Linked DNA regions of Drosophila melanogaster: region 2 is linked to region 1. A link is a contact called in public Hi-C data. All regions are on one chromosome and are shown on one strand. Each heading gives the region's core, a stretch centred on a gene start, on an enhancer-like site or on the middle of the called end of the contact. The rest is flanking DNA. Distances are from core to core; before and after follow the strand shown.

Region 1 (6,466 bases), core at 2,426-4,925:
GACTTAAAAGTTGTCCCATTGAGAGACCAAATAAACTTCCACAGCAGCCGATATGCCGACAGACTTATCGCCCACCCGAACACGTTGGCGAATGATCTTGTCGGCCCTATTTCCCTCCGACGTCTGAAGAGAAAACATCCCCATAAACTCCTTACACGTAAGAAAGTATAATCTCTCCACGGTACATTTGTATACACTATAATTAAGGAACAGAATCCATAATATCTTTAAAGATACACATTAGGTTAAGTTGAGAAGGAACTGAACGGTTCCTACTGACTAATGAATAATAATAAATGATTTAAACTCTAAAACAAACTCATTTTCTTCACAAACAAAACAAAAAATTTGAATTTATACTTTGGACTCCCACTAGCTAAGTGACGGGTATCTGATAGTTGTGTGACTCGATTAAGTCTCGATTATTCCTAAGGCAAGGGAGGGATATAATATTTCTATATCGATCCGATTCGACTTTTATACTACCTACATTAGAAAGAACACTTCTTGAGGGACTAGTTCGTGACTCGGTTGTTGACATATACATACATATACATATGTACTTAATTTGATCGCGAATTACTTCGTTACTACATTCTGTATGTGATTAAAAACCATTTATGTTGGCATTAATAAAGTTTCAATTAAAGGATGTACTTAAAAAATGTATGTAAAATGTGCATATATTATATTTGGATGAGTATTAAAATAATTTTCGTATGCGATTGACCACTATTATTAGATTAGTTTGGCAGATCGCGCAACATTATTTATCAGAAACTAAATTATTGTTCGTCTTGCCTCCTTCACCTACAAAACGACTAAAACGGTCACGTCCAGACTTTTGCACAATTTTGAAATTTATCCTCATTTTATTCCGTAACTAAAAAATCTATCGATATCGCTTTCGCATTCCCACTCCCTGAGTAACGGGTATCTGATAGTCGGGGAACTCGACTATAGCGTTCTCTTTTGTTTTATATCAAATCAGATCTTATTTACTAAGGGGGAAACAAGATCATTCTGCCACTTAGTTATTTTATAATAAATTATTTCTGATCCCACCTCCGATTTGACAACCAAAATTTGGCTGTCGGCAACAAAAAGGGGCAAGGGGTGGTTGATAAGTACGTCGCGAAGGCTGACATGCTGTTGGTCAAACGGAAAATGCAGGTAAAAATACTTTTAAAATATGAAAGAAATCATTAATTAATTTAAAGAAGGGCCAAAAAATTTTGGGAAGACCAGAGCACCTAAAAACGAAATCAAACGATTTTGCCCAAATCGAAATCAAAAAAACAAAATTACGATTACCAGAGCATGCCTTAATACAAATACAATTATTAATTATATAGTTATTATATCACTCAAATCTATTGATTATAAGCATATTATAAATTGAAAACCTGAAAAATATATAATTTTAAGATAATAGATTTATTTGTGAGGGCTTGGGCAGTTCCGTATCAGATTCATCAATCACATTATTTGTTGTTTCCCATCTTAAAGTTAAGTTACCTATGATTTTTTTGAGCATGTACTTCTAAGTCATAACAAAAGTAATCTACAATTATGGTGTGCACTTACTCTGTTCATTTGTTTGCATTTCGGGTAATAAGTGGGATGGTATGTAGTTACTGCCTTTCATAAACATTTCTACACCATTAACTCGAAACAGGAAGGTGTTTCCAACGCCGTCAGGGGCGGGATCCTCTACTAGATCAAGCGTACGAAAACCCACTCGGAGCGACTTGTGCGACTTGGTCTTAGAGCGAACCTCGGGTCCATCAGGTCCCAGCCAGGTCTTCAGAGTGAAGTGGAGCGGATACAGTTTCTGCTCGCCGTAGCCATTGGGCCACCAGGTTACGACTTTCCCCTGCGAAGTGATAACGGCACATGACAAAGATATAGACAGTGCAAAATCGTGTCGATGTAATTGGCAGGCGTTACTTACATTTGGCACGGCCTGATCGAATTCAATTACTGGCGCCAAGTGACTGATGTTTTTTATTGCGTATCTGTCTACTACTACCGGACGGTCCAATAGCTCGCTGCAACCCATAATGTCCGTAAATATGACGAGTTTTGACCGCAGCTTGTTTACTTACACAGCATATAGGACGAGTCTTCCATTGAAGTTTTGCCAGCCTCCCGCGTCCAGGAAGCAGCGAATATGCATGTTCCAGTACGAACCATTGACGCGGCTAACGTCCACATCCACCTCACGAATAACCGCCACCTCGTAGATTTCCAGCTCCACGTTTTTCCAGATTCCAGCAGAGGGAGCTGCAGGACCCCAGTCCCAGGAAAAGCTAGCCTGCATCTTCCGCAGCATGTTCATGTGGCACTCACCATGGTAGCGCTCGTTGGGGCATTCGGGAGGCACGCTCTTTTTAGCTTCTTTTAAAGCATTGGCTCTTGCCAAAGCAGCCACAACTGGAGATTGGATCTCAACTTCCAGAAAGTTTTCCGCTTGGAGCAGGGAACTCACTTCGTAAGAGTAGCGGACAAACATGTTGTCCGTGCGTCCCAGCAGTTGATGGTTCAGCCGGATTTCCGACACCGTGTCAATGCCGTGAAACGTCAGGTTGATGTGGCCGCGATTGAAGTGATGAACGTCGACTTAGTCAGTCATTATCAGAAAAGGAAAGAAGTAATACCTAAATAAATGCCTTTATATCAATTGGGGAATTAAATTAAGTGAGTTTTAAATTCCTTAAAAATGTAACAAGATGTTATTGATCAGGATCAATTTTTTCCGACGCAAAAATTTTTGATAGCACCACAAACCCGTTAAGGAAAATAGATATTTGGAAAGCTATGGTTAAAATACGTATAAAAGGATACTCTTTTTTTGGGGATTTAAATTAGACCAGAAACTTCAATAGCAGATGCCTAGTCTTTAAAACTCATATATCATAACAGTCAGGTAAACTAATATATATATATGATTGTTTTTTTTCAATCGAACTCTAAAAGCGAAGTAAAGGGAATCTTGCTAAAACTTACACTGAAAGAAATTGGAGAAGGTAAAGTTGTCGTAGGCCAAGTAACGCAGACCGACGTCGTTGTAGGAGTCCAGCACTTGGGGTGCGAAGGCACTGTATATGCCCAAGGGCAACGTTTGGTTGGCAATAGTCAGGGCTGTGGGGAAAGGAACACTTATATTAAGTAGCAAGACAGTTGCCAATGGGAAAACGCGCTCCTCCAGGGCACATTTAGTTGATGGACTTCCCTTTTCAACTTTTTCAACTTGAAATATCGTTTTAGATTATTTTGCAAAGGGCTTTTGTGCAGCTCTGAATTTATGGTACTCACAGCCATTCTGATTAGTTATCGTCCAATTGCTCAGCTCTATTACTTCCACCTTATCACATTGGCCGCTGCAAACATAAAGGCCACAAACTAATCCGACCATAACAGCGCCCGTGGTGCCATTCCTGAGTAATCCGCATCCGTACTTCATCTGGAAAGAAGTGGTCGTTTCAATTCAGAGGAGCTACTTTAAAGACGACTCCTCTGTTCGACAAAAAGCACTCTGAGCGTTCAGCAAAACGTGGAGTTCTTCCACTGACTCACGAACAACGAATGTATCGCTTTGCCCGACGATTCAGATCCGATCGTTGGAGCAGCAAGTGAGAGTACGTCTCTTTTGAAAGCAGAGAGCTAAGGAACGCATACATATCGATAATGAAAGTATTTTCAACGTAACGAACCTCTGCGCGCATCAGCTGTTACTCAGAATTTCGTGTTCAAGTGAGCCAGATCAAATATACATACGCCTTGTCGGAACTTATAAAGCGCACCTAAACACGAAATCGAGAAAAAATACTATTACCTACTAGCTATTATAGATCCTGAGATTTTGACGTTCATACGGACGGACGGATATACGAACATGGCCAGATCGACTCGGCTATTATTCCTGATCTAAAATATATATACTTTATATGGTTGGATCTGCCTGTTACATACTTTTCAACGAATCTAGTATACCCTTTAACTCTACGAGTAATATATAAATAATAAATATAAATATAATTTAATATGGTCGGAAACGCTTCTTTCTGCATGAATACAATGTATATAGGTATTATATGTATGTATGTATATGTATGTATGTATAATACATATTTTAGGGACGTAGGCGATACACCGCCCAGAACTGTCACGGCCACACTTTTGAGAAATGTTTTGATATTTTTCATATTTTTATTAGTCTTGTAAATTTTTATCTATTTGCCAAAGAATATTTTTGCAACACCCACAAACCGCTCAAAACTTCTACGCCCATACTTTTGAAAAATGTTTTGAAATTTTTCATATTTTCATTATTCTTATACACTTTTATTGATTTGCCAAAAAACTTTTTGCCACGCGCCCAAAACTGCAAAATGTTTATGTATTTAAAATTAAATTTAAATATTAATTAACTTGTGAACAAATAATATAAATATAATTTAGTCATCGAGAGACCCCTTCTTAAGAGTTTTGTTTAATTTTTGCGAAAAATATGATGGTCTTATAATCATAATGATTTTGGAAATATTAAGAAAAAAACAATGTTCGATTTTCATCAAATCAAATTTTTAATATGTATGTATATTAATGTATATATATTTTAACATGTGTTGACAGGGGTCCCTGAAAAAAAAAACAATTTCGGAAGTATGTTCTGCTTTAGGTATATTTTAAATATTGTGCAGCATTTTCAACTTAGTAAAACATGGTTTATATTAAATACTGATTAATCGTTTGAACTTTAATGTGGTCGGTTGTTAAAGTCATGCATACCGAGTCGCTTTCGATCACTAGGTGTATCGTCTTTTTTGGCTGGGTTTGAGTAAAGCCATTTGTCGAGAACTTGTGCCGCTCCTTGACATAATAAGGATGCAATAGCTCGAGGTATACAAGTAGAGCCGGATATCTGACAGTAATGCGCAAACTAAAACTATTTGCATAAGGGGATGTTGCCGCTTTGCAGTCCTGACCTTCGACCTCCAGCTGTTTGACTTACATACAAGTAAGAAAATAGCAAATATTAGGCGTTTTAAAAAGAGGGGCACACTTACTGTTAGTTCTGAATCTTTAATGCCCATAATTTTTTTAAAGGGTACGGGGTAAAAAAAGTTTCTAGTCACAGAGTTGCCGTATTCGTCCTCCAAAATGATTTCCAAAAACAGTTCTTCCTTCAAATGTTTATGTACAGCAAATATTCCAAAGGTATTTGCCGCATCTCAAGTTTATTGGAGCCCTGTAAATGAGCCCTTGGTAGATGATATTATTGCCAATATAATGTCTTGGGTGTCTCACCAGTCCAAAAGGGCGAGCAATAGTCTTCTTAGGAATCGAGCCCGTCCATAGATAGGTGTTCACCAGTACATGGTATAACCGCGAGTCTCTATGCTCGGAGAAGTCCTCTCTTGTAAGCGTGATATTGAGGTTTTTTCGTATAGGGCTATAACACTCGTTGGGGCAAGAAGTTCCTTGGTCCAGTAGTATAATAGCTTAGGGTTTCCGTAGAAGTCGATGCAGGACCAAGTTGGAGCCACCCAAACATCGTTTAACTGCCATATAAGAGCTCCCATTGTATGGTTTCCTGTGCGTAGACTACGAAACACGTCCAAAGCGGTTTTAGTTGCCATGGCTTGTGTCACTTGGCTAAAATATAAAAACATCGATATTTTCGTCCCAATTTTGGGGAACAAACGGAAGCTGATAGGCAATCAATTGGAGTATCGGTATGAATCCCTTAGGGTCGTGCTGACGGCTTCGAATAAGTCTCGCAATTTCAAGGTCGCTATTATCTGCAGAATCAGCTAGTGCCCTTTGCCACGTTGATTTCATTGGAAGGCTAGAGTAACCGAATTCCGAAACAAAGCGTTTGGATACGTTTCAGGGCTGAATCCATCTTTGTCGTCCCAAAAGTGCACTAAAATAAAAAACAAAGGTAAAATAGACGTAGACGGAGAATTTCCAGGAATAAATTTGTGAAAAGCAGACTCACCATCACCTGTAAGCTTTGCGGGTTGTTGGAGAGGTTTTTGCCAGACTCCTGAACACCTAATGAAGGCGTAGAGGCCATGGGGTCAGGGCGAGGACTAAAATCTTTACGAGAGATAACGTTTAACTCTTGAATTAATGTTTCAATAAACAAGGCTTTGTAATCACTATCCATTCTAGTGGCGTTTTCTCCAAAATCAGATTTGTTGCTTGACAGGAATAGCTCAATCTCATTGTTGGTGACTATTAGGGCTAAACTTGGATGATAAGAAAGACGCTGTGCATTCTGTACTGTCTCAACGCACACAGAAGCTACAAAGTCATTTGCTAGCGGGTATGCTGCTTGAGAAAACGCCAGGTCCTGCCACACCAATAGTCCGTAAAAGTCCGCTAAGTTGTAGAAGGTATCCGACTCATAAAGGCCGCCACCCCAAACGCGTATCATGTTCATATTGGCCTCGTT
Region 2 (6,466 bases), core at 2,024-4,523, 710 kb before region 1:
TAGACCGACCCGAACCGCCGCACCCGCCATGCGAACCACTAGTGGCAACCACTTGATTGGAATTTACAACAAATTATGGCAATTTGTTGAACAAAGTACGATAAAAGCCGCCTAAAGGTGGCAAAATCATATGCATGGAGAAGAAATGGTAAAAGTTCTTCAAATCCTGGTTTTATTTTGAAAAAAGAAAATTATCTTGTATAGGAAAATTGAGTAGCACGCTATACAAACGATATTGAACACTCTCCTACAGAGGATTGCTACCATATTCTAAAGGAATCTTTCAAATAAATGCCATGTAAATGTTTATAGCACTACAAGAAGTAGCAAAGTAGTAAGAAAAAGTAAGAAGTAAGCAAAGTATTTCGTCGTTAACAAGCCTTCACGAAAGCAATAAAAAAAACTTTTGATTATTGATTATTTATTGCGAAGCACTGTTGGTGGTTTTGCCTGAGTCCACTGTACAGGGGATCAAGCACATTGACTGTGCTTAATTTATATTCAGCACATAACGGACGGGCCGTGACACCAGATACATTTCGATTTTCAGGCAGCTGAAAACGGAAATGGTAATGGTTTTATGCTTTGACCAAAACCAGAAAACCTGCTAACGAGTGTAAATCACTGGCGAGTAAACAAATTTCAATTAAATCGCCGAAAAACAAAGGAGAACAAGGGTGAACCGCGCATCAACGACCACCCTCATTTTGTTATATGTTCTCCGCTTTTGCTGGCTTACATGAAACAAAAAAAAAACACACTCAGAAAGCCAACAAAGCGAATTGAGATCGCAAATTAAATATTTATGTGGGCATAGGCTGGAAGTGGGCTTGCAACTTAATTTAGCCGGGCCAATGCGGCCATCAGCGGACTTTGTGTGTTGTATCTGTGTATCTCTGGGATTCAACGACAGATAGTCTCTCCAGAGTCCACTATTAACTCATTTTGTCTGCACGAATATCTCGTTCTCTTTTGGCCAACAAGCCAAGTCAAGTTGTTCTTGTCTCGGCCTATATTTATCCATTGCATCCGTGTAATGGCTTCGACATTGTCATAAGTGGAAAATATATTCCAACAGTTTACCCTACAAACTACGTACTGAATATGAAGAATATGCCTAGTTTTCTACACGGCAAACTTTTAGGCCGGGACTTTGATCCATCCTAAAAGAGCCCCAATGATGATGTCAGAAGGGCTGTTGACTAGCCAAAAACTCAACGACCAGCTTGCTAACAAACGGGTATTTTGACAGCTTCGGTTCCGCTCTCTTCAGTCAAGTGTGTTGTCGGCGTTGGCTTATCTGTGCCGCTAGCCCGCCCCAAGCGGTTCTCCCACACACACCGCGTTCTGCTGATAAGAAGCGGTGTAAACAGAGTGCTGCATATGTGTGGTGTACAGTGAAACCTCCTGTATGTCGAACTATACTATATTTTTACAGACAGACCTCGCATTCAACCAAAATATGAACAGAGGTCGTCTTACGCAAGAACAACTGTCTTTCACCCATGTACACCCATGGTGTATCTATTTCATTTCTGGCTATTGTTTTTGCAGTCTGGATAAAGATACTGAACCCGTTAGGGGTGCCCAGCTGTAACTGTGTTCCTTGTTCTGCCTTATCGCAAACCATTTATCGGAAGGTCTCTGATATCAGTTTCGGTCTTTTTGCGGAGTTTATTATTGAAGAGTTTCGTCACTATGCAAATAGAGATACGTCCCATGGCACAGAAAAATGCGCTGACCTCATGAGCCGATAAAAATGCAGGGTCCGCCGATGAGGCGGAAAATAACAAGAACTTGTCCACTGACAGACTTTCGAGTGAACGAAAGCGAAATCTATTGAAAAGTAAACATTCACACGCAGGACGATCGCAGCATAATGTGTCAGAGGGGGCGTGGGGAAGGGCGAGAAGTGGGTGGTGTTTCGATGGGGTGGAACGTCGAACAAATGCAATGACCTGAATATGGAGCGCTGTGTGCAGAGAAATGTGAAAAGGGCGATAAAAATGAGGCAGGATGCGGGTAAGATGAAAGGCGAAAGGCGAAAAAGCAAGGAAATTGTATTCAGCTTGAATATATTAATAGGTGGACAATGTGTACTTCGACTGGGAGCAAAATAAGCATTTCAGAGCCATTCTTCCTCTTTTCCCGTATAAAAAAAAAAAACGCTATCTTTACATCCAAATTGGATGTTATAGCATATCCTATCTTACAAGTGGCATCATAAGTTCTATCGAAATGTGATAAACCTAAAATCACATTCATATTCTTTACCGTTTTTATGACAAATGGCTTGTGGGCGAAAAATACATTATGAGTAAATCTCAATTTGCATGCTGCGTGAAAGGAGTATTGGCGACAGCTATGAGCTGGAAAATTCGTTTATTCGAATCCCTCATTCACAACACTCCCCCCACTTGACCCCTGGATGGATTCACACTCACTGCAATGACGTTTGGGCGAGTGCTGAAAGGTAAACATGTGTAGCCAAAACACGCAGCACGAAGCCCTCCGAAGGCAGGCAAAGTAACGGTACAAGGCGCGGCACCTGTTTACCGAGCGCAAGGGGAATGGGAAGGGGAGAGGAGCGCAAAACCCTGGCTCTCGGGCGTGAGCATGTATGCGTGAGCTGGGAGGCTGAGAGTGTCCTTGTGACTGGCCTGGCCTGGCCCAACAACAACAGCAATGGGGTGGGTGCTTGGGCAGGGGGTGTGGGAGGGAATCGGAGTCTGCACTTGCCTGCTCTATCGCGCGCTCGCTCTCGCTCTCGCGTTCGCTCGCCCAGCTCGGCAGCGTTGTATCTGTGTGTGTGCGCGGTTGAAGTCGTTGTGTGTGTGCTGGAATTTACGTGCTTATTGAATTTTCAGAGAGTTGCGCAAAAAACAAAAAAAAGCGGACGAGTTCGACGCTTTGAACTACAATTAATTTTAATTTGATTAAAAGCGCGACGCCAGGCTGGCTTCGCTCATTTATGGGTGTTGTTTTTCGCCGAGCTGCGCCCTTTACACGGATACACAGATACACACTCCCACACACACAGGCGCGCGTAAGCCGAGAATTTTCAGTGCGAAAAATATAGAACGCGAAACCCGTCGAACGTGGCAGGTATTCCCGGAAAATCAAGTGGATCGCGCACTCTGGCAGTTAATCGAATGCTTCGCTTGAATTTGCCCGCACATGCTGTCCCCTGACTTTTCTGGCAATTTTCACTGCATTTTCCGCTGCCCAGTACGTGCATCCGTTCGCGTTGACATCGGGGAAAAAACTCAGATACGATACTCTTTGGCGCTACCACGAGATAGCAGGGCTGCCGAAACATCGATTGCTGCATTATCGATTGTGCTTCGCAACATCATCGATTTGTTTCAGGCCAAAAACGTTATTATGTTATAATATATTTATAATAATTAATTAAGTATAAATTAAAGACTTAAATTAATTTTTAAATTGTAAACGTATTTTTCACAAATGTAAATGTACGATAGTACAAATTAGTTTAAATTATAGAGCATGGAGTGACCATCACTGATCGCGTTACCAACAATTTTTTTTAAATAAATTTGAGCTTGACATATTCGCGCTCTTGATCCTTATACAGTTAAAGCAAACAATTGATCAATTAAAAAATCATCATCTCAATTCTTTCGTAGTATTATTCATACAGACAATTATTTTATTACCAATTTTTCCCTTTTTAGTTTACACCTACGCCACTCAGTGTTATAATAAAATGTTTTGCAATTCAAGCACATATTTTATTGGTAAATATATATTTTCAGCAGTATAAACAGTGTCGGCCAGTGCCGGCCATTCATGAGATTTTAAACAAAAACTACTTACAAATGGGAAATTTGATGGCAAAAAAATCATCATATAATATAGGAAATCGTTAGTGCATTCACTTTTTGGCCTTGGCCTTAGACTTTGAAGCCGTGGAAGATGTAGCCTTTTTGGATCCACCAGACGCTTTTGACGTAGTTGTCCTCTTTTTGGCTTTGATCAAACTATCCAGCTCTAGGTTGTCCTTGTCCTCGTCTTCCTCTGATGATAAGTGGCCACCAGCTCCGTCCTCTTCGCCCGGACCCTCGTCCAAGTAATCGTCATCCGCTCCAGCAGCCTCTGATTTCTTCTTTTTGATGCCTGCTTGAGCGGAATAGGAGTATGCCATAACCTCCTTGTTGTAGGATCGCGTTAAAGCGGCTTTTACTCTCCCATCCACTGCGTCCAGTGGGGATTTCTTGCCGGGCCAGGATGTAAGCTCGACCAGCGAGTCCAGATCCTCACGGAGTAGATGGTAATCCTTCATAACGTCTAAAGCAGCGGGCACACCCTCCTGCCCATCCTTTGCAAGAGGTCGCACAATATTATCCAGAAGGAAGGGGGCGTAATCCAGCCTCACTGATAGCCTTGAGCCCGAGGTGCAGACCCTAGTATGATCATGCAGCTCCTGGGCCAGCCTGGCACGTTTTCCAGACTTGGAATTCTTGCCCAGCCACCCGGGAAAGTTAATCTGTCCAGTGAAGTGGCCACACATGTGCTCGCCAGGAAGGACCGAGCTGAAAAAGGCCTGAGTGGGTAGAAGACTCCAAGCAGAATTCGCACGAATACGCTTTTCAACAAGGTCACCCAAGCTTAGGGCATCTGCCGTAGCTGCCACCTTTGCCAGGACATCCTTTCTGCAAAGAGTGAAGTTGGTGAATGGGTACGCCCTTGGCTTAGGTAAACTAGACTTACTTGTTTCCCTGTGGTAGGACCTGCAGATAGTTTTGCTGCACAAAGAGCGGGGCCAGGCTGTAGTCGTGAAAGAAAAGGTCGCTCTTGTCGGCAAAAGACATGTGTTTGTGCTCGTCCGCGGTGAAGACTTTTCGCACCACCTCCCAGGGTCCCAGCTTCAGATCCTTGGTGGCAACCTGCTGCCCTGACTTTTGGGAAGCGTCTTCCTTGGCGCTCAGCAGGGCAATGTGGTTAATGGATTGCCGAATATCGTTGTTGGTAGCCGCTATGATTTCTTCCACTTTGGCCGGTGATATCTTTACTTTTTCCTTAAAGCAGATGCTCATTATTTTCCCTTTGATTTGCTCGAGGCGAGGCCTCTGAAATCGCAGATCGTAGCAATAGTTAACCAGGGATCGAATTTTTGGATGGTTGCGATCATTACACATGCAAATAATTGGAATAGAGCTATCCTTGATCAAGGCAATCAGCTCCTGCATTCCACCACGGTCCTCGTTACCGGCCATGCCATCAACTTCGTCCATTATGAGCACATGCTTGCGGGAGACCGCTTGGCCTTGCCCTGTAAAGTAACCGGAGAGGGATTTGTTGCTCAGCAGCGTGGACACTTCATCCTTGAGCAAGCGTTTGCTGCGTGTGTCGGAGGCGTTGAACTCCACCGCATCGAAGCCAAGCTCCTTCACTACCAGAGTCGCCGTCGTGGTCTTTCCTATTCCAGGGGGTCCCGAAAGTAGGGCCGCCTTGTAGAAGCTGCCGTCGTCGTTCTTGGCCCAAGGATTGGGCCGTTGGGGCTTCTTGTTTCCATCATGGTTAACATACCACTTGGACAACCAGTTCATCAGCCTAGGAAAATTAAAATAATGTAAAACTTTAACCCTCTCCTGTTTGGCTTTCAGTTTCAAATTGTGACTGTATAATAAATATATAACTTTGAAAGTGGAAGCTACCATTTATACATTTAGGTTACTCACTTGGTCACGTTGCTGGCGGCTCCTGCCTGGCCAACGATTTCTTTTATGCTCGTAGGCTTGTGCTTGTCCACCCAGGCCATCCCGACCACATCCAGAGTCTTCAGATCGGCAGTTCTTGGCGACGGAGGGTGTTCTTTCTGGGAGCTGGGCTCTTTTTTTACTTTCAAGGTAACAGCTGGTACATCATTAAGCTTATCCTTCGTCTCCTTCGGGGAAGTGTGTTCTTCCTTGACTTTATGTTTGGCGATATCATGCTTCTCGCCATATTTCAGTTTAGTGGCTTCCTTCTCCTTTTTATCACTGGACCTTCTAGAAGTCTTGACTTCCTTTTTCCCTTTCTCCTCGGAGCTGTGCTCCTTCTTCGGGCTTTTCTTCTCTTCCTTTACCTGCTTAGCGATTCCTGATTTCTCCCTGATTAGATCGAAGAGCCCGTCCTCGCTGAGAATGGGTATATTGAGTTCCTCAGCCACAGCTAATTTCTTTGGTCCAGCCTCTTCTCCTACGACCAGATACTTGAGTTTCTTTCCAACCACGGTCATCACCTTTCCGCCATACTCCTTGATCACGGACTCCGCCTCCTCTCGTTCCATGGACTCGAGGACTCCGGTTACGACAAAGGTTAAGCCACTCAGACAATCCGGGGATCCCTTTGGAATTTCTTTGCTGCCGGGGTTCAGGCACGAACTGCGGTTTTTGTACTTCTGGTAGAGCACGGCGGAAGCACGTTTACGCTCGTGGCGTTCCTCGTCTGTTAGGACACT

Evidence for each region. Hi-C and Micro-C count contacts between places; a contact is called where the count stands out from the background.
Region 2: a contact with region 1 is called in a Hi-C map of the Kc167 cell line, with 2.2 times the contacts expected there. The contact joins the promoter of Cdep here to the promoter of beta-Man in region 1. A contact is called at or near these places in 2 of 107 Hi-C or Micro-C datasets (the Kc167 cell line and wing imaginal disc).

What each region holds. Positions count from the first base shown.
Region 1 is chr3R:4,194,415-4,200,880 of dm6, reverse strand. beta-Man (beta-Mannosidase) reads right to left here and starts at 3,675. Exons shown (of 9, transcript NM_141179.4): 1 at 3,319-3,675; 2 at 3,010-3,144; 3 at 2,109-2,622; 4 at 1,955-2,051; 5 at 1,588-1,876. The coding sequence starts at 3,466. It also overlaps the pseudogene CR33294.
Region 2 is chr3R:4,907,359-4,913,824 of dm6, reverse strand. It overlaps Cdep (Chondrocyte-derived ezrin-like domain containing protein), which reads right to left and starts at 3,273. Exons shown (of 13, transcript NM_169022.2): 1 at 2,740-3,273. It overlaps Gnf1 (Germ line transcription factor 1), which reads right to left. Exons shown (of 4, transcript NM_079505.3): 2 at 5,706-6,466; 3 at 4,735-5,577; 4 at 3,744-4,676. The coding sequence ends at 3,899.